7 separate regions of the Mus musculus genome follow, and regions 1, 3, 4, 5, 6 and 7 are each linked to region 2. The links are chromatin contacts, called in public Hi-C, HiChIP or PLAC-seq and promoter capture Hi-C maps. All regions are on one chromosome and are shown on one strand. The core of a region is the stretch at or near the end of the contact, and the rest is flanking DNA. Distances in the headings are between cores, read along the strand shown.

Region 1 (2,824 bases), core at 210-2,709, 590 kb after region 2:
AATATGTATTTGTGTAGAAGACTCTTGGTTTTGCATACCAGTGAACTATAATCTATTTAATCTACTTAATTTATTTATACAAATTATATTATATATGCATTATATGTACATTGTACATATATAATGTATATATTGTAATATATACATTATAATATTACATGTATACAAAAAGTACATATTATATTTAAATAAGTTTTGAATATTTTTTAATCAACACATAAAATATACTTACCATCCCTTTGAACCTAGACTAGCCTATCACTATCTTGACCCATCTGTACAGTGAAAGAGATGGTATTCCATCCTCTTTCTTACTTTTACAAAGATGGCAGCTTCTGCTTTGGCCTATTCTAGTTCCAAGTCTCCTTGTGAGACACTTACAGCCACGCTGAAGAGACCACACTAAAATATACATGTAATCATGTGGAAAAGACAAAGTATGTGAGCTCAGCCTTTGACCTATGGGCCTCAGTGTAGCAGGCTTTTGAGGAAATCCTCCTTCGTTCTTGTCAAACTTGCCAAGATACCAAGTGGACATCATGCAGTGACCCCAGAAGATAAACATCTTATAAAGGAGAAGAAGAATCCCCCAGCTAAGGTCTAATGGAATTCCTCTCAAATCAAATGATTACATATGCAAACTTAGCCCTAAATAGTACATGTCTATACCACCTCTAAAGCATTGGGGACATTCAGTGAGAAGCAGCAGCAGGAGTGTAGGAACCGATGAGAGGGACAAAGGAGCCACGTCCTAAACAAGACATGACAATCTGCTCACAAAATCACAGCAGCAGTGATTTTTCTGCTCAGATCCTATTGCCTTCTCCTTGGGGCTGAGGGAGAAAGTAGAGGCCCCAGCTCTCCTTAAGGACATGTTGACTGTTAAGGGCTGGTGTGGGACACTTTCTTCTCTGGTATAGCCACCTGCTAGTTCCACATGCTCCAGTAAACACTCTTCCTCATATGCTCATGTGAGCAACCCTAATAAATTCAATGAATCACAAACCCTTTTAAAAACCATGAAAATAGGAGGGGGATTTATTAGGGGCAAGCAGACATTTAGCAGAAGTGAGAGGGGAGTACGAGACTAACAAGAGTATATGATCCAGTTACATCAAAACTTATATGACACTGTCAGAGAATAAATGTTTAAAAGAAAAGACTTTCAAAGTAAATATGACAAGCAAAAGGTATGGCACGCACACAATAAAATGTGGAAATTCTCTTTCTTACAAAGAAGGGGTGCAGAAAACCGGTTACATAGAATTAAATGGTGGTGTAGAAGTACTTAGTTCGTGGGGGCATTCTAAATGCAGCAATAAAACAGATGAAACACATAGACTTAAAATGGGAAAATTCACGGGTATGGACAAACCATAAAATGACCCCATCAGAAGAACAGTGGAAAGAACGGATGTGGATGGTTACCCTGGGCAGGGCTAGGGCACCCCAGAGCTGGCCCAACAGAGCTGGAATCCTGGAATCCCCAGCACAGTCACCATTGCTTGGCTTCTGCTCACTGGCCTGAGGGATTTCTTTCCAAAGGCCATAAAATTAAATTAGAATTCACTGCTTAAGCGTAATGATTTCCTACTGTTTATGTGGGTTATCGTTTACAACCAACTGGCATTTAATCAAACCAGTATTTTTATTTCAGGACCAGAGGCCACAATATTGTGTATTTTCTCCATCTCCCTGGCGAGCAAAGCAGCTTCATGCAGACTGTGAGGGGATATCAAATTGTTTATGAAAAGCCAGCATGAAGTATTGTTTCCAAACATATTTACGATTTCACACCAACTTAGGAAGGATTTAGTTCATTTTGTTGATTGACACATAATTTTCCATTTACATATATAATAATAACAAAATCTGGAGGAAAAATGTAGGAATTAGAGGAACATAATCACATTCTGGTATGAATTTGCTAATAAAATTGGTCACATCCAGCTCGGATTCTGCCAGAAATAGGAAGAATACAGATTATCTGCACGATTGCCTATTGGAGCAAATCCTTGCTTTGGATCTTATATCCACATTCGTTCTCTTGCCCTTTGCTTGGTCCATAAGTCTCCCTCTTCCTTCCCTCTTTTCTTCTTCTGGAGTCAAGACTTACTACGTGTCTATAGGACCCTCCCATGGCATTCGTCTGCTCTGAATATCTCCTCCCTGTGAGCATTGACTACTTCTGGACCCTGACTCTAGATTCTCAACTAGCTGCAGTAAAATAATAAGGAAAGTAAATTAGTCATTACTTGTAACCATGTGGTCCTAAATTCCTCCTTTTGAAGTCTTTCCTCTATCATCAGACTGCTCATTGTCACCTGTGAACACCTATAGCTGTGTTAGTTCCAGATTAAAGTTATCTCAAATTAACATGCCTCCCCAAGTAACAGAAAAGAAGTTCCTGACGACAGATTCCTGATTCCCTTATTCCTCCCAGCCAGTGCCAAGCAACTAGAGCAAACTGTGCTTTCTTTGCAAGTGGGTAGTGGGCATTCATCTAGCAAATCCTGTTATATCATGAATTATCTGTCAAAATATTAAACAGAATCTAGAAGGGCTTTCATTCCTCTTTGATAAATTATAAACTGTGCAAATAAAAATTTGGAAACGTGCTAGTCGGATACTGTGAAGATAACATTTGCATATCATCTCCCACCATAGAGTCCTTCAATAGTACTGATGTTGGGCAGATTTCTGTCCATCAAACAACTGATTAGTTAACGCTGGGTGTGCAGTATCCACGTGATTGGAGCTATGCATAACCAATGTTTCCTAATAAACTGTGTTTCGATCAAGTCTATTAATTAATTTATTTAAA
Region 2 (2,700 bases), core at 75-2,574:
ATTTTATTGAAAAGGATTCGAAAGTCCCTGTACTTAGGGTGCAGCACGTTACAGGGAATCTGATACGTATCATAATTTATAATGCAGGCGTTGAGGGATTTACCAAAATGCAAGTTGGAAAACCCACTCACATTTTTTTCCCATCCCTTGGACAATCTATCAATTGTCTACTTTCTCAGAAGGCATGAAACAGATTTGCCAGGGAACTTGGGCAACGGGCATTAATAACATATGACAACTGTAAATAACAGATCTCGCCGAGAATGTTCAGAAGTCACTAATACCGTCTAAATATTTACAGGCTGACACCGGTCTGAGCGATCAAATCCTCCTTCCCAGAGGAAAAACATACCCCGTTAGTCGCCCATATGCTTATTTACGGTGACGGGGTCCTCCCGTGCGCACCGAAAGCCTTTGAACACAGCACTCGAATTTAAAAAAAAAAAAAAAATCAACTGGCAGCCGCCCCACAGCCGTCCCCACGGCCGGCGGCGAGGATTCACCGGGCCGAGCCCGAGCTGCCACCCGGGGAAGGGCAGGCTCCAAACTGCACCTTCTGCAAAGCTCCCGGTGCCATCGACGTTCCCCGCTCAATTCCTCCCTCACCGACCGACATTTTGTTATTTTAAAAAAAAAAAAAAAAATCCGCAAAGCGGCCAAAACCCCGAGGGCAAAACAAACAAACAAACAAAAGCCCTCCCCCACCCCCCACCCCCAGAAGTGCAACAAATTGGCGCGGCCCGCCCCGGGGCGAGCACTGGGCCACGCAGCTCCGCGGTCCTTTGTGGGGAGGGCCGCGCAGGGGACCGCGCCACTGCGCCCGCCCGCCGGGGGATGCGGGACCCGCCGCCCCGCGCCGCTGACTGACTAGCGCGGCGGACTGAGGAGCGCGGCGCCCGGCGCGAACAAAGCTGCCGCCCCCGCCCCCGCCGCCCCCCACGCGGGCCCCGGCCCCGCCGCCTTACCTCGGCCGCCCGCCCGGCCCGCTCGTGCGCCGCTACGCTGTGGGGGAGGGAGAGCGCCGAGGAACCTTCCTTGAGGAAATGGAGGCAGCCTGGGGGGGGCACCGGGGGGGCGGGAAAAGAAGCCGCCGCCGAGGCTCCGGCCCGGGAGTGTGGAACATCGAAAGTCGCAGGCGGCCGTGCAGTGCCGCGCTGCGGCCGGAGGGTGGCGCCGCCCCGCGCTCCGGGAGCCACGGTGGGGTGGGCGCTCTGCCGGCCGAAGGCGAAGGCGCAGGGACGCGGGAGCCCCCCGCGCGCTCAGCCTCCCGCCGCTGCGCTCGGCTCGGCTCGGCTCGGCTCCTCCCGGTCGCGCAGTCAGCAAGTTCCGAGCGAGCGGGCGGGCGGGGGAGGGGCGGGCGCGGCGGCGCGCGTGCTCGCTGCTTGCCTGGCGGAGGGGGCGCGAGCGGCTCCCGCGCGCCCCCGCGCGAGCGCGCTCCCGCTGCGCCTTCTTTTTTTTTTTTTTTCCGCCGGGTGGGGGGTGGCGGGCGGGGGGTGGCGGAGGTTGGGGAGCTGGGGGGCGGGGGGGCAGATGCGCACGCGTCCGCCCGCGCGCGGCCGGGACAAAGAGCGCGGCGGGGACCGGCGGGCTGGCCCCTGCGCCCTTGGCCGCCGAGCTCGTACTGGAAGAGGAGGACGAGGAGGCGGGGGCGGGGGCGCGGTCTCGCGGGGCCGCGGGTGGCTTCCGGCCTGAGCCCGCCTCCGGGCCGACGCTGCCCAGTGGACTACCCGCCCCTGAGGTTAGGGGCCGGCGGTTACCCCGGGAATCCCGTACCTGAGCGAGAACCCTGGCGCGTGACTGGGGCTTCCCCGGTGCCCCGAGAGGCAGGCGATGAATGGTGTTATTGAGGAGGCCAGGCACGCAGGCAAAGGAAAGCTGCTTCTGGCCCCTCTGAGCTGAAGGAAGTAGCAAGGTAGAGTCCTGGGCTTCTGAGCGAGGTGAATAGGATTTTGAGACCAGGGGACCTACCTCGGCTAATCTCTGGCTCCCGTCCTGCAATGGCGCTGCCAAAAGGGGACTGCCCTCTGGACGCTTTGGAAACTTACAAAATCCCAAACTGTGTTTTAAATGTCCCGCTCAAGATGTAAAAAGTGGAGTGAGGAAGTTTAGGGGCAATAACCCGATGTGTCTGGCGGCGGGCTCTGCTTTGCGAGAGAGAGAGAGAGAGAGAGAGAGAGAGAGAGAGAGAGAGAGAGAGAGAGAGAGAGAGAGAGAGAGAGAGAGAGACCACTTCTGGATAGAGAAGCCATGGAGGGACTGACTCTATATGACACTGTCCTCATTAAAAGTTTTAGATAGGAATCAGGAAGGTTGCTGGTTTACTCCTGCCTTGCTTTTTGCGGAATCTTCCAAGTGGAGTCCAGTTTTGCCCCAAGCACAAAATAGACAGAAGTCCAGAAACTTCCTGTTTGCCGCTCCTGAGACCATGTTCCAGTGATGGAACCTCGAAGGAATTTGTGCATTCCTCTCTCAAGAGTGTTCAGGGCCAGGGGTCCTGGGAGGAGGAGTTCACAGAAGAAACTAGAATGGCGGAGCCATAAGACATGAGCCAATGCTCAAGAGAAAGGAAAATGAAAAGAAGTGAGCCAACATACTATTTTTCCTCCAAATAGAAGAGCTTTGGTAAAAAAAAGAAAAAAAAAATACTCGAAACTATAAATAAGTCACATCTGTAACGTTTCAAAGATACAGATTCAGTGA
Region 3 (2,700 bases), core at 29-2,528, 560 kb before region 2:
GGCCTGTTTGCCTTGGCTCTCAGCAAGTTTTTAAAATGCCAGGGAGCTTGAGTCTGCCAGACAGCTGTGAACTCAGGATGTTAACTCTAGAAGTGAACTCTTCCTGGAACTGGCACAGCTCTTACCTACCAGTGGCTGCCTATGAGAGACTTAGTGGAAGATGGATGGAATCCTTAAGTAATAGTACAGAAACCCCAGTTTTAAATCACCCTTCAATGCCTGACCACCCCCTCATATAAGGACTTCACAAAACCTCTTTACTTGCCTAGTCTGCAAAAACACTAGGCTCTTGTTTTCTGATTGCAATTCTCAGCCTAAATCCTAGACTTTCAGAGGGAAGTATTTCTGGAACCTGGATTCCATCCCTGGAGATTGCAAATTGATCGTTTTGAAATGTGGCCAGGACAACTGGATTAAACAGCAACCGCCCTCCCCGGGCCACTCTATTGTGCAATCACAGCGGGAGAACTGCCCCTCCTACCAGGAGGAAGTTAACGGTGAGCTCTGGAGGCCTCCTTTTGCATGATGGTCAAGTTTGGGTGAGTAAGCTCTGCTCTTTGCAGTTTGCAGCTGTCGCATCCAGGTAGAGCTAAGGGATCCATACACTACACTATGGAGGTGATTGAAGGTAATATCAACTTTGTGAGGTGTACATTTGTCTATGCAAATCAGGGGTTTACTCTTACTCCTGGGCAGTCAAACAGATGTAGTCACACAGGTAATGTAGCTCCTTGGGGGAATCTCAGAGGACACCCCTGAGAAGATAGACAGAGCCTTGCGCACTGAAACTCCTTTGTGTCTCTTGGCCAGCAACTTCTGCAGTCACCCAGTAAGCAGATTCTTACTGTTCAATTTTATTTTTTTTTATTTATTTATTTATTTATTTATTTATTTATTTTTTATTATTTTTGGACAGTGTCTTACACGTGCTCCCGACGGCTGTAGAACGCACTATTTAGCGCTGGCTGGTCTGGAACTCAACTTCACCTGCCTCTGCCTCCTGAGTGCTGGAACTGAAGGCTTGTGCCACAACTCAGAATTTTGGATTCTCTTTAGATTTATCTGACAAGAACCTGCACTTCATTTAACAAGAGACTAGGTGATGCCTAAGCAATCCAATTTGGGGGATGCCTGGCAAACTCCCGGAGCTCAGCCAGGAAAATTCATACTAGCAGCATGGTCCAGAGAGGACAGTGGCCCTCTCTGGGGGCAAAAGAGAAAGCTCCCGGGGCTCCTCCCTTCCGCCCCGCCTTCCTTCAGGAGCTTTTGGTTGCCTTGGCAGCGTGGGACAAGGCCCAGGCAGTGGCTGTAGCCACACTTCCTTCCCACGAAGATTTCTGGTGGCTCCCCAATTCGGCCCAGCACCGCGTCACCATGTTCCGGGGGAGACGCAGGAGCCGGGTGGGCGCCCTGGAGGAGGCGCCTCCGGAGAACCCAAAGGCAGCTGCTGAACCCGAGCGGGTTTTGCTGCGTGGCATCTTCGAGATCCGGAGGGAAAGCTGCGATGTGGCGTTGGGCGAGCGGGCCCTGCGGTGGCGACGCATCCAGCCCGAGCTCCCGGCTGGTGAGTGGCGGCCCCCTACCTTCCCACGCCCCCCACACCCTGCTGCCGCCACGCCCTTCTGCCGCCACCGACACCCCTCTGACCCTCCGCCCCCAGCCTCCTGTAGGGGTTGTGATTGCAAACCAGGAAGTTGCAGTTCCCCTTCCATCGGGAACAAGTTTTGAAACCCGATTTTTAATGAATTTCTATAGAATATCACACCACAGATTTGTGCTTTACTTAAACTTACCTTCTATTGACTTAAAGTCTTTTTTCTTTTTTTCTTTTTCTTTTTTTTTTTTTAAACAAGAAAATGCGATGCTGCAATTTGCAGTAGAAATATTTCAGGTCGGCTTCAGTTAGACCTGTCTTGGAGAACAGTAGAATGTGGTTCACAGTCTGGTTTTAATTAGCTACGAGTTTATGAAATTAAAAACAGCTGATTCCCCCCACCTTCAGAGGGAAAAAATACTCCTTGTGCCACAGTCTGTCATAGAATGGAAAAGTCATTGTTTGAAAGTTTCTTGTCCAAACGTCTAACTAAATGAAACCATCCAGTCAGGGACCAGAATTAGTGAGGAGTGTGAATTCCACCTGAGCCACATGTGCAGTGCTGTTCACTCAAGCAAAGCTACTTTGGGCTTTAAGCAAAATGTTTTCACGGCCTTTGAAAGCCCAAGGTGAAGAAGTATTTCCCGATTCTTTAGATTCTTTAATATTACAAGCAAGGTGCAGGGATGTGGGATCTTTCTTTTAACCTGTAAATCAGCCTGAGTTGGGGAATATAAATGTAACTAGAATCTCGATTAGCCCAAGGAACCAATTTAAGCTACAAGCTTTTAGAGACTGCAGTGCAACAATACTGCACCCCACCCTCCCTTGTAGGTCACTGCTACAGCACAAAGACAAATAGTGACAAGAGGAAAGAAATCCTGTTTTGTAGTGAGTGGTGACTGAGGAAAAGGAGGTTTAATTAGCACTCCTGGTAATAGAATTTGAAAAGCTCTCATGACAGTTTTATTACTCCAAACTTTGCAAGTGTTTAATTTTGCCCTAAGACCCTTGGTTTTCTTTCTCTTCATACAGAGCACACTAGTTTTCTTTGCAATTAACACCTGATATTTAAACCAGGAGCCTCAGAAACCTGGCACATGTAT
Region 4 (2,700 bases), core at 159-2,658, 730 kb before region 2:
CAAAAAACAAACAAACAAAAAAAAACCCCTCAGATCAGTTGTCTCAGAATACAATGAGGGGAGGGGAGGGGAGGGGAGGGGAGAGGAGGAAGGAATATTGACTATTGGCTCACAGAACAAGTAGGACAACATATGGGGTTTAGTTTTTAAGTCTTTGGGCCAAAATCAAAATCACACTTACAACCTTGGTAACCAGAAAGAATCCTGTTCCTGGAATACTTGTAGAAACCTGAGTTAGTCGTAAGCTTCTTAGGAAAGAATTCATCCTTTGTTTGATTCTGCAGTGATTCCTGATGAGAAGGGCAAGCAAGACCCACTCACGGTCAGAGTAGCCAGAGCTGTGCTGTAACTGCAGGTATAAGTATCCCTTGGAACCTTAAACAATCATTGGTTGCGAATGATTTTATTCTGTAGGCAGTGATCACACGAGGCCTGTCCTTGCTGGGTCTTTATCTCCTATGCCAGTTGGTGTTAGCACAACCGACTTCATACACAAGCTTGTGAAACTCAAAGCAGATAGCACTGATGGAATTTCACGGTGTAGATGAGTCAAAGCGGGAATTAACCTAAGTTCCTTTTCGAAATCTCATCAATATTATTCAAAAATAGAAATGAAGGGAACTGAAATGTTAATATTCCAGAATAAAATAATTCCACTCAGTTTAGGCCGTTTGGTCATTTCAAAGTCCAGCTTCTGGTGTTCCTTAAATCAGGCTGCTCACCTTTCCCATGCCAATAAATCTGTTACTGCCTATGGACAAAGATAAAATTCCTCTGTAATCTACTTTCACAAATAGGCTACTGATCAAAAGCTCCATTCAGCACTTTATTAAGATTTTACATTTTATGTGGAGATGAAAAAAAAAAGCTTTCTATAGCCTAATGCCAAGTTCTGCTTCCTGAATTATCTACAACAAACAGCATTAAAATACAACATTTAGAATAGTATCTGGACTCTTCCTGACATTCCAGAGACATACTTGAAATCACTAATGCCAGAAGAAGCTAAAAACAGTGAAGGAAATTACAGAAGTGTTTGACTGCCATCCAAAAGATTCTAACAGTTCACTCAAAAGAAAAAGACTCTCCATTCTACAAGCATCGAAGGCTCTGTGCCAAAGAAGGCTAAAGATTTTAATGGACTGGCAAATATATAGCAAGCGACAAAGTAGTTTTGATCAGTACTAGAACTTTTTCTTTATATTTTCAACTGCTTCATAAGAAAAATTAAAGAAAAGAACCAGGAATGGTTTTTATATGAAGGGCTCCATTCCATCAATCTTTTATAGCAAATAGGGCCTTTCAACACTTAAATCCTGGATTCTCAGGTCTTCCTCATGATCCTGTCTCCACTGGAACACAGGGAACAATTCCTTGGCTTATGAATAAGCATGAAATTTGACACCCTTTCTTTCCCTTTTCAGACATGACTCATTGCTCTTGATGTAATCCCCAAGGTCCTGAGGCTCTTTAAAGCACAGAGACAAAAGCAACATCTTTAATTCAAACTGGTTTACCCAGAGAATTCTGATAGTTCTTCTCCACTGACTTCTTATGCATTATAAAACTAAGTGCTCTGAGTGTCTTGCCTTCCCTTTCTCTGGGGAAATAGATGCCTAAAAGTTACAAAGGGAACAAGACTGGTAGGAGTTGAGTCCAGCTTATCAGTTCTACTTAGCCTCTCATTATCTCCAGGATGCTATTGAACTCTACCTTTGGGAGTATTTTATTTTTAAGGTTTGAGATCTTTTTTTCTTCCAGACTCATCTGCCTTTGGGTACAAAGAACAAGTGAAATGAGGTCTTTCTTAAAAGCCAGTCTCATTTAAAATCTGACTCCTGCTGAGTAAAAATTACCACTCCAACCCTTAGATTTGAAAGGTGCTGCAGTTGATTTAAGGGGTCTTGAAATACCAGAGTGAATTTTGTGGTCTTTCAAGCAATATTCAAAATTTCACTTAGCCGTCATCGAAAATACAAAACAATGAATAAAAGCTAAGGCTATGTTACTATTCTAGAAATACTTGATCCCAAGAGAAACCATTTCTTGCTTTGGAAGATGACAAGAGTGAAGGTTAAACAATCTTTTTTTTTAAGTTGAAAGAAAGAGAGAGAAAGAAAGAAAGAAAGAAAGAAAGAAAGAAAGAAAGAGAGAGAGAGAGAAAGAAAGAAAGAAAGAAAGAAAGAAAGAATAGAAGAGAAAAGAGAGAAAGAGAGAGAGAGAGAGAGAGAGAGGGAGGGAGAGAGAGAGAGAGAGAGAGAAAGCCAACAGAAACAACCGACCGCTCCATTGGACAAGTTATTTCAGCAGATGTTCACTGTCCCAGGGAAAATTCACCCCTACTTTGCAGCTTAGCATTTGCACATTTTGAAGCTTAAATATTTTTTCATTTGAAGTGAACCATATGGTCTGAGTGAGATTATAAATACAAGTGGTTACATTTTACTAAATAAGTACAAAGCAAGAACACCAATAGCTACTACCCAGATTTCTTTTATTTTTTTCCCATATTTTATTAGGTATTTACTTCATTTACATTTCAAATGCTATCCTGAAAGTTCCTATACCCTCCCCCCACCCCACTGCCCCTACCCACCCACTCCCACTTTTTGGCCCTGGTGTTTCCCCTGTACTGGGGCATATAAAGTTTGCAAGACCAAGGGGCCTTTCTTCCCAATGATGGCAAACTAGGCCATCTTC
Region 5 (2,713 bases), core at 78-2,577, 620 kb after region 2:
GTGGGACATTTACAGGTAAGTAAAAAATTAGAAGAAACAAAAATGAAGAAAATAGAGTTAGAAGATGATGAACTATATAGATGGAAGGAACAATAGACATGAACCAAAGGTTAGCTCTCCCTGGGGCTAGAAAAAGAGTGGAGGACTATGTTAAAAGCCATAGTAGGAAACGAGGCACCGTGCATGAGCAAATGAAGAATTTTTTTTTATCAGAGATGGGATCTGCTAGCTGGAATAAACCTTAAATGCAGATGCAGTAATAAATTTACTTCTAAAAGCTCACTGAATCTAAAGACAGATGAATATAAACCAGGCTCACTGAAGGAAAGTGGAGAGGGGGTAAACACATCATTGAGCTGTCGGCCATAAGCAAAGGTACCTAGAGTCACAAGAGAGGATGAGAAAGCAAGAGGGACAGAAGAGACAGAAAGACAAAGGCTATATTAAAAGAAACTCACAACACATATGACCAAGAATCAAAAACAAAAAACAAAACACAAAAAACCTAGGAGTAAGATAAACACCTAGTGAAAATTAAACAAAGTTAAAGTAAGTCCAAACATACAAGCTATGGTAGGCAGACTGCAGTGAAGCAGAGATAAAGAGGAAATCTCGCAGCTGCCAGGAGAGAGGTGTGTCCGAGCCTAAGAACATAGATGAGTAGAAGAGTAAACTTCTTGTCAGAAGCTATGAGAAGTGAAAGACAGCGGCGTGACATCTGTGAATCGCTGAAAAGAAAACAATTCTGTCAACCCTGAAAAAAAATATCTAGCAAAACCATCTCTCAAAAAACAAAAGTAAAAAATGTACTTTTCAGGCACATAATGTGAGCACTAGCTGAGAGACAGGAAAGAAACTCACGAGGGAATTCTTCACACGCACAGGGTGAGACACAATGGATCAACAGGAAGAAATGAAAAACCATGGACATGGAAAACCAAAAGCAAATAAAAAGAGAATTTTCTAGTTATAGATTGGCAAGAAATGATTCCCAGGAAGTCATCATGTTAACACTGTACTGTGAGATTTATAAGCGATGAGAGCCAGATGTAACAATAGCAAAAACAGACGAAAGGAATTTCCAACAGGCTTGGAAATTCACTGTTAGGAAACCCCAAAGCTGACTGTGACACCCACACCCAGACACAAATGGTGGCCGGGAAAGGCAAATGCCATTGGGAAGTGACAGAAACTTCAGAGCCATCCAATAGATTCAGTTACCCGAAGGAAACGAATCCATGAGCCGTGTATCAGAAACAAGACTCTTAATGGAAGACACACAGCCAAGAGCATGCTAGCTAGAACTCCATGTAGCCACTGAGGTGCAGCTCTTTGTGAACTTAGGGGAAACTGGCATGGAAAACCAGGATGAGAGATTTCCAGAATCCATCGGGGGAAGCTTGGAGCTCTCAGCCACCATGGCAGCTCTCAGGCCAGGCAAGGACAAGTTAGTGTTAGAAGGTTTGAAGCTTGAAAGAAGAGTGATGAGGAAGAGCCTTTACACATTCACAGGTGAATTCAGGTGTCCAGCAAACTTCATTAAGAACGTAGTAAAGGAAACAGGCATATTCTTGTCTTCATGGAGCTTATACCTAAAGAAAAGGAAATGTGTAGTGAATGTGTAAATGCACACAAACATTCTAAAATCAGAGACTGATGTAAGTACCATGAAGTCAAATTAAAAAATGTAACAGAAAGTGCCTTTTACTAGACAACATGGCCTGGCATAGTCAGAGAAAATGAGTGTGGATGATTAAGAAGGAGCCTTCCTATACTGTTTGAAGAAATGATAACTCAAAATGTTAGTGTTGAGGTCGACAAGGGTGTCTGGAGCCTAGACACCTGACCAGACTGCAGCTCCAGGCAAAGGCAGAATGTGAAGGGCTCAGGATCCCTGCCACACAGCCAAACATTACTGTAATGCAGACAGAAGGCTTTAGTGCTGAGAGTGGCCATAAATTTGGAACAGTTTCAATTCTTCAAATACTTATGTCTACATTGTATCTAATTTTCCAGCAAGACGGTTCTAAACAACAGCTGCCTTTGACAGGCCGACTCTCGGAAGCCATACAGATGTCTGGTTTTTACAGCCAGCGTCAACAATAATTACCTATTTAAGTGAAGAGAAGTCCTGACAAGATAATGATACATACATGACCAGTGACCCAGTATAGAAAATGATGACCAGGTGTTTGAAACTCCAAAGAATGTGGGGTATGTAAAGGTGCTCTGTTCCATCCCCGCAGGAGCAAAATAGCTTTAAGTTATTAAAAAATGATCCTATCACACAAGTGGCAGTTGTTATTCACACAAGGAACAGAGTATGTGTTTAAAGGGCAGAGCCTCAACACACAACTGTTGTACTGTTTCAGCACACAGTAGGCCCACTCTAGCTCCAGCACTAGCACACAGTGGGTCTGCTACATCTCCAGCACTCACAGCTCTGTTCATGGGGGTTTCAGGTCTGCTTTGTCCCTTAGGAACTAATTTCAGAGCCTGGTTCCTCAAGTTCCCACCATATTTCAGCCATCGTGACTTTTGTATGTATGTACCTCTTTGCAAGTATGTACCTCTTCTAAGCTCCATGTGCCTGCTACACCCTCTGTTTGGAAGTCTTCACCCAGGCATCGGCCCTCTTCACTTCTTCTCATTAGTCTCCTCATGTGATCTCCTTGAGGAAGTTTTCCGCGAATGCACTTTGCAAAAAAGTGTC
Region 6 (2,738 bases), core at 120-2,619, 630 kb before region 2:
ATGTTTCTGTCCCTTTTTTAGTGTTCTAAGCATGTGTTGTTTGCTCCATCTGCAGAGACTATGGCTTTTCATCTCTTGACTTGATTCAGAACAGACTGTGATGAGGCAAGGGCAGTTCCTCTAGTTGTGCAAATAGCAGTCTTTTGGAATTCCGGCCTCTTGAAGGTTCCTACTCTCTCAAATCTCTAGACATTCATTCTGAATTCTACATGGCGGGGAATTGTCCCAGGTTGTCTGCTGCCCTCAACTTCAGTCCTTCTGCTGAGGTTATTAGGTTGCCTTTGACTGAGGCTTAATTTCAGGACTGGGCCACAAGGGAGGCCTTCCATCTAAGAAGCAGGGGGAAGATTTCATCAAGATAGTAAATTCTAAAGAGATAATTTGGGGGTTAGAACTTACCTATCTGGATTCAGCATATGAGACCATAGCCAAATGATCGTGTTCCTAAAGTGTTATTTTCCTCGTGTGGCTAGCCCTTGGTGTAATAGTGATTTCTTATTCACAGCCTTTCAGTCTTCAGGTCGAGCTTGGATACATTTATGAGATTACATCTTCTAAGCCAAAGTTTCGAGTGACTTCTTTTCTAACGTTTATATTCCAGCATTTGAAAATCACGAGTTAGATTCTCCCTGGCTCCTATTTAAACCAGAGCAAAACTCCTGCAAGCAAAGCCAGAAGGTGCATAGAGGATGAGCAAGAAGGCAGAAACCCTGCAGCCACACTGCCTTAATTTCCTCTTGCAGTTTTTTTTTTTTTTCCCCAAGACCAAAACCTGTTTTTCAGAGTGCAGACACTAAACTAGAATGATTATTTTGAAGGCAAATCTGCTTCCATTTTTTTTCCTGTTTTCTGTGTTAAGATTCAGTTCTTGTGAGACAAAGGCTCGGTTCGCACAACTTGACTTTGGAGAAACACTGCTCTCAGCTTAATGACTGAACAAGATGGAGTCAGAGTTGCTGGATGGAAAGTTCCAGTGTAAACCGCACAGTCAGCTTGGCTTAGGAGGCTTTGCCAAACTGTCCCGAAGATGGCGCCACGTGCTCAGCTTTAGAAAAGCCCGCATCTTTCAGGCTGGTGTGTGAAATCGCCAAGCTCAGAAAAGGAACACAGATCTGCAGGGACTGTGGCTTAGAAATAATATTCCTCGTTTAAAGTGTGAAGATTAAACAAATTCACCTAAGGAATAATATATGATTGGATTATGTCTCTATTTTTTTTTCATTTGGTGGACAGTGCAGAAGAAGAAAATGCAGAAAAAAAATTCTTCTTTGAGTTAAATTGATGCTGGGCTGGCTCCAAGAGACCCAAGACATCTCTGACCTTGTTATTCATGCTGGGTTCAGTGTCAGTGGCATGACCATGGATCAAGTGGAGTGAGCCAGAATGAAATGATGAATGAAATCTTCAGTCTTCTAACCTCTCCCATCATGATGCCACATCCAGTCAACCTAAATATCTCCGGTGTGTCCACACCTTTCCATTACCATAGTGACTAGTGCTGCTGCCTGCCCCCTGGACCACTACCGGATGGTGATAACTGCTCCACTTATGCAGCATCCTTCTCTCCAAGGGCTCTCCAGTCTCCATCAAGAGTGATCTTCCAGAAATATAGACCTGATCATTCATTCATCTCCCTGTTGGTCATCCCTGGCTCTCCAGTACTTTCAGGTAGATCCAAACTCTTAAGTAACCTACAACACCTTTTGCAATATACCTGCTCCCCGTTTCCTAAGCTTCAAATTGCCACCCCATTCCTCTTGTTCTCTCCCTTAATCATGAACCTGCTTGTCAACCCCTAGTGTGTTTTAACGCACCCGCCTCTGCTTTAGCAATAGCTGCAGCTCACGGCTGTCCTAGTGACAGACAGTACCTAGTCTCTATTTACCCTGCTCATGGGTGTGATTCCATCTCAACATGAACATTGTTCCACTCTGTAAAACCCCTAGAGTGTATTAGATCCCCAATCTGTGACTTCAAAGAACCCTGTACTTTCTTTTTTAAAATAATTATTCCAAATAATTACTTGCTATTTTTCTTCTGATATATCATAATTTCTATAGCAATTAGAAATGTTGTACACCTTTTTTTCCTAATTATAATTTTATTTATTTATTGTCTTAAAGTTTCTATCACAGAAATGAAACACCACGGCCAAAAGCAAGTTGGGAGGAAAGGGTTTATTGGACTTATACTTTTTTTCTAACGTTTATATTCCAGCATTTAAAAATCACATGAGTTAGATTCTCCCTGGCTCCTATTTAAACCAGAGGACAGGAAGTCAAACAGGACAGGAACCTGGAGGCAGAAGTTGATGCAGAGGCAACGGAGGGGTTCTGCTTACTGGCTTACTCCTCATGGCTTGCTCAGTCTGATTGCTTATAGAACCCAGGACCACCAGCCTAGGGATAGCACCACTCACCATGGCCTGGGCCAACCCAACCCTGCCCTCATGAATCACTAAGAAAATATCTTACACTGGGCTCTTATGGAGAGAGGCATTTTCTCATTGGAGGTTCCGATATCTCAGCCTGTGTCAAGTTGACAGAAGACTAGCCAGCACATCTTCTTATTTGTGTGTGGGCTTATGCTTGAGTGCTAGTCAGAGGTCATGTGCAAGTCAGAGATATTTTTGAGGGAATTTGTTTTCTCTTTCTACCCTGTAGGATCTAGAGATCAAACTTAGGTTATTCAGCTTGTGAGCAAATGCCTTTACCCACCAAGGCTTCTCACTGACCCAC
Region 7 (2,788 bases), core at 69-2,568, 650 kb after region 2:
CAAATCTCAAGAATCAACCACCTTAAAAATAAATAAAAAATAAAAAAATAAATAAACCAATATGATGCAGCAAGTTTATAAAATAGAGCCTTAGGCAGATTCAGCCAATTCTTCTTTTAAACAATTGACAGAGGCAAGAAGCAGGAGCATCCCTTCCCCCCCCCCAACATGATCATAATTTTACAACACTATTAATAGTGTTTATGCAACAGGAAAGGAAAAGTGAGAACGCAGGTTGTTTTGGTGAGATGTTTATGCTAATATTTTCTCACACTTAAATATTTTTCTCTTTCCAAACAAGCTACTTTATTATAATTAATATTTTCCTCCAAGCACATCTTTTTGGCATTTTTATTCATCAAAGATCATCAGATTACATAAGCCAGATATTTAGATCCTTGGCATAAACTCTTAAAGTGGAGAGAACCCTTCACAGTTTTTTCTTAGCAACCAAGTAGGAGACACTGACTCCCATAGAACCTATGTGAGCAGACTGAAATTTCAGAGAACTTAAATGTCTATGATTAGCAACCCTCATAGACCAGTGACATGTCTCCAACATGGTGATGGAGCACACATGTCTGCAGTCTGATTTTCATCTTCAGTAAGTGTGTCCTTAGAAGACACTTCACTGCTTCTCAGTGTTCTTGTCATTACAGGAGGAGAATGGACTGGACGATCTGTCCTGATGAATTTAACATTTTTCTGGGAGCTTTCAAATGACCAGGGGAGGTAGTTTTGCAGCAAAAAGAGTGTTTTGTGGAAACTTGCTTGGGTCTAATAATGTAGACTGATGTATCGTGGGTTCGCATTTGCAGGGTCTTTTGTGACATTTATCCCAACTGGAGGAATTCATGGTTTTACAAGCTAAAAATATAAGCAGGATAGAGAGAAAAGAAAGAGAGAAAGAAAGAAAGAAAGAAAGAAAGAAAGAAAGAAAGAAAGAAAGAAAGAAAGAAAGAAAGAAAGAAAGAGGGGGGAGGGAAGGAGAGAGAGAGAGAGAAAGAGAGAAAGGGAGAGAGAGGGGGAGGGAGAGAGGGAGGGAGAGAGAGAGAAAGGGAGGGAGGGAGAGAGAGAGAAATGGAGAGAGGCATGAAATAGATGAGAATGTGGAGCAAAAACAAACAAAAAAGGCTGTTTTGTAATGTGCAATGGGGTTTCTAAAAAGAGCCCCAAAGTCTTCATTAAAGTCTATAAAATTCATAAAATTCTCACTGCTAGTAGGAAAAAAAAAAAAACCCTGAGAAGGCTCAGCTCTGCACATGAATGACAAGGCAGCATTCTCAAATGTAGCAGCAGACAGAATGAGGGGCTTGACGAGGTTGACTGCCAAGAATTTGCTGCAATTACGGGAAGCATGCCGGCCTTGAGTTGGGAGCCTTAGACTAAGTTTGTAACAACTCTCAGGAGACGAGGGAGCTCATGATGACATCTCTCGTGTCTGAGCATGCTAAAGATCAAATACGAACATGGCATTGGGAACCCGAGAATTTACATGCGGATGAAGAAGGAATAATAGCTTCCCTGTCAAATGAAGGCTTCCACATCAGTAGAAAAATAGGAACGTGTGGAATAGAACATCACCATACCTTTAAGATGTGACCAGAACTGAGAACGTGAACACAAAGCAGCTGCAACCTAAAGCAACACGCTGAGAGTGTGATGCGTGTAAAGCAGACGGTCAGGACCATCAGCTGACAAAACTGGGTAATTTAGACAGACACCATTTGTGGAGCAATGACACAAAAACTACTTTATTACTGACCTTTAACATATTTACCTGTCTGTGGATACTGTGTATGTATGGACTTACTATAGGCATTCTATTGAACTCCCTAAAGGAATTTAAAGACAAACAGTAACATTTTTTTTTTCAAAAACTCACTAACTGAGGGAAAGCCTTGGAAATCAGCAAGTTTAAAAGAATGAACAGCAACAACGACAAAAATGTTTTCAATTGACCAAAACACAGATTCAGTAGCTGGAGCATCTTTGGTTCTATTTTAAGCATGACGTCAACACCCAGTAAGTCGCACACAGAAAACAATATCTAGAATGCTTTGGAGAGCAGAAAGAGTGCTTTGAATGCAGTAATCAGTAAAACCTGGACAGAATGGAACCGGTAGTCTGTTGGTTTCGAAGCATGAACTTCAACACGGAGGCAAAGAGGTGAGGGTGTGCTTTGGCCCGTGGGAGGAATATAGAGATGATTAAAGGAAAAATAAGAAAATATCAGAAGCCTGCTGTGCCGGATCTACCTGTGAGACAGGACAGATTGCCTCACACCTAAGTGTCTATTTTTAGATTATAGACTGAAAATTAATAATATCTACCCTACTTTCTTCACAGGTGCATTAGAGAAAGTAATATCATGTATCTAGAAGTAATGAAATCGCTTAAAATTTCACACAAATATAACTTCATTTTCTACTGTTATTTTGGGCTACTAACCTCCATTTTTTAAGATGGATAATCTTTTGATGTACCAAGGCAGATTTTGTTGCAGTTTATTTTAGATGGCATAAAACGAAGCTCTAAATGTGTCTGTAGACATTAACTTGCATTTCACAGAATTAGCTTGGCCCTTGGAGCTTGCTTTCCTCTGCATCCTGTTAGAGCCATTTTCACTGGCGCTTACACCTGCTGATTCCTGACCTCCATGCTGCCTTCAAGCTAAAGTGGGTAAAGAAAGCCAGAGAAGACTCACAAGATTTAGTGGACGAAATCCTTAAAAAGTGTTAGCGTTGATGTGGACACAGCCGTGTCAAGAACTAAAATGCTTCAAATG

What was found. Promoter capture Hi-C pulls out the DNA fragments that hold promoters and counts their contacts. A called contact is a pair of places that touch in the nucleus more often than the background predicts. HiChIP or PLAC-seq counts read pairs in DNA pulled down with a chosen protein or histone mark.
Region 1: an H3K4me3 HiChIP or PLAC-seq map of embryonic limb bud shows a contact between it and region 2, with 4 times the contacts expected there. The contact joins the enhancer-like site here to the promoter of Ube2e3 in region 2. A contact is called at or near these places in 8 of 39 promoter capture datasets (the 3T3-L1 cell line, HPC-7-derived erythroid cells, cranial neural crest and 5 more), 5 of 484 Hi-C or Micro-C datasets (cerebellar granule neurons, cortical neurons, muscle stem cells and 1 more), 12 of 115 datasets of contacts at active chromatin or transcription factors (astrocytes, bone marrow-derived macrophages, craniofacial prominence and 9 more) and 1 of 9 other capture datasets (pancreatic islet).
Region 3: a promoter capture Hi-C map of hippocampal neurons shows a contact between it and region 2, with 2.1 times the contacts expected there. The contact joins the promoter of Cerkl here to the promoter of Ube2e3 in region 2. A contact is called at or near these places in 4 of 39 promoter capture datasets (the 3T3-L1 cell line, the C10 cell line and hippocampal neurons), 3 of 115 datasets of contacts at active chromatin or transcription factors (bone marrow-derived macrophages, embryonic hindbrain and embryonic stem cells) and 1 of 9 other capture datasets (macrophages).
Region 4: a promoter capture Hi-C map of the 3T3-L1 cell line shows a contact between it and region 2, with 6 times the contacts expected there. The contact joins the enhancer-like site here to the promoter of Ube2e3 in region 2. A contact is called at or near these places in 10 of 39 promoter capture datasets (the 3T3-L1 cell line, 3T3-L1-derived adipocytes, the C10 cell line and 6 more) and 1 of 9 other capture datasets (macrophages).
Region 5: a contact with region 2 is called in a promoter capture Hi-C map of second pharyngeal arch cranial neural crest, with 5 times the contacts expected there. The contact joins the enhancer-like site here to the promoter of Ube2e3 in region 2. A contact is called at or near these places in 7 of 39 promoter capture datasets (the 3T3-L1 cell line, cranial neural crest, embryonic stem cells and 3 more), 8 of 115 datasets of contacts at active chromatin or transcription factors (astrocytes, cardiomyocytes, craniofacial prominence and 5 more) and 1 of 9 other capture datasets (macrophages).
Region 6: a Hi-C map of cerebellum shows a contact between it and region 2, with 2.9 times the contacts expected there. The contact joins the enhancer-like site here to the promoter of Ube2e3 in region 2. A contact is called at or near these places in 15 of 39 promoter capture datasets (the 3T3-L1 cell line, 3T3-L1-derived adipocytes, the C10 cell line and 11 more), 2 of 15 datasets of contacts at CTCF or cohesin (large pre-B cells and pro-B cells), 14 of 484 Hi-C or Micro-C datasets (Sertoli cells, cerebellar granule neurons, cerebellum and 9 more), 13 of 115 datasets of contacts at active chromatin or transcription factors (the 230-238 cell line, astrocytes, craniofacial prominence and 10 more) and 2 of 9 other capture datasets (adipose tissue and liver).
Region 7: a Hi-C map of Sertoli cells shows a contact between it and region 2, with 2.1 times the contacts expected there. The contact joins the enhancer-like site here to the promoter of Ube2e3 in region 2. A contact is called at or near these places in 3 of 39 promoter capture datasets (3T3-L1-derived adipocytes, the HPC-7 cell line and hippocampal neurons), 2 of 484 Hi-C or Micro-C datasets (Sertoli cells and cortical neurons), 5 of 115 datasets of contacts at active chromatin or transcription factors (astrocytes, bone marrow-derived macrophages, embryonic forebrain and 2 more) and 1 of 9 other capture datasets (macrophages).

What each region holds. Positions count from the first base shown.
Region 1 is chr2:78,274,641-78,277,464 of GRCm38.p6, reverse strand. The region is part of intron 3 of Gm14461 (predicted gene 14461); the gene reads right to left. Among named protein-coding and RNA genes, the nearest start is that of Gm14461, 39 kb to the right of the region's middle. Within about 2 kb of position 1,459, at least 3 of the 459 cell types and tissues checked have an H3K27ac peak or open chromatin away from gene starts, as enhancers often do. A contact at or near this core is called in embryonic limb bud, where this site is marked.
Region 2 is chr2:78,867,671-78,870,370 of GRCm38.p6, reverse strand. Ube2e3 (ubiquitin-conjugating enzyme E2E 3) reads right to left here and starts at 1,324. Exons shown (of 6, transcript NM_009454.2): 1 at 966-1,324.
Region 3 is chr2:79,427,566-79,430,265 of GRCm38.p6, reverse strand. Cerkl (ceramide kinase-like) reads left to right here and starts at 1,278. Exons shown (of 13, transcript NM_001048176.1): 1 at 1,278-1,564. The coding sequence starts at 1,375.
Region 4 is chr2:79,596,004-79,598,703 of GRCm38.p6, reverse strand. It overlaps a transcript of Itprid2 not described here. Among named protein-coding and RNA genes, the nearest start is that of Gm46751, 38 kb to the left of the region's middle. Within about 2 kb of position 1,408, at least 40 of the 459 cell types and tissues checked have an H3K27ac peak or open chromatin away from gene starts, as enhancers often do.
Region 5 is chr2:78,245,800-78,248,512 of GRCm38.p6, reverse strand. All of the region lies in intron 1 of Gm14461 (predicted gene 14461), which reads right to left. Among named protein-coding and RNA genes, the nearest start is that of Gm14461, 9.6 kb to the right of the region's middle. Within about 2 kb of position 1,327, at least 9 of the 459 cell types and tissues checked have an H3K27ac peak or open chromatin away from gene starts, as enhancers often do. A contact at or near this core is called in second pharyngeal arch cranial neural crest, where this site is marked.
Region 6 is chr2:79,497,777-79,500,514 of GRCm38.p6, reverse strand. No RefSeq gene overlaps it. Among named protein-coding and RNA genes, the nearest start is that of Neurod1, 43 kb to the right of the region's middle. Within about 2 kb of position 1,369, at least 4 of the 459 cell types and tissues checked have an H3K27ac peak or open chromatin away from gene starts, as enhancers often do. A contact at or near this core is called in cerebellar granule neurons and cerebellum, where this site is marked.
Region 7 is chr2:78,213,226-78,216,013 of GRCm38.p6, reverse strand. No RefSeq gene overlaps it. Among named protein-coding and RNA genes, the nearest start is that of Gm14461, 23 kb to the left of the region's middle. Within about 2 kb of position 1,318, at least 3 of the 459 cell types and tissues checked have an H3K27ac peak or open chromatin away from gene starts, as enhancers often do. A contact at or near this core is called in Sertoli cells and cortical neurons, where this site is marked.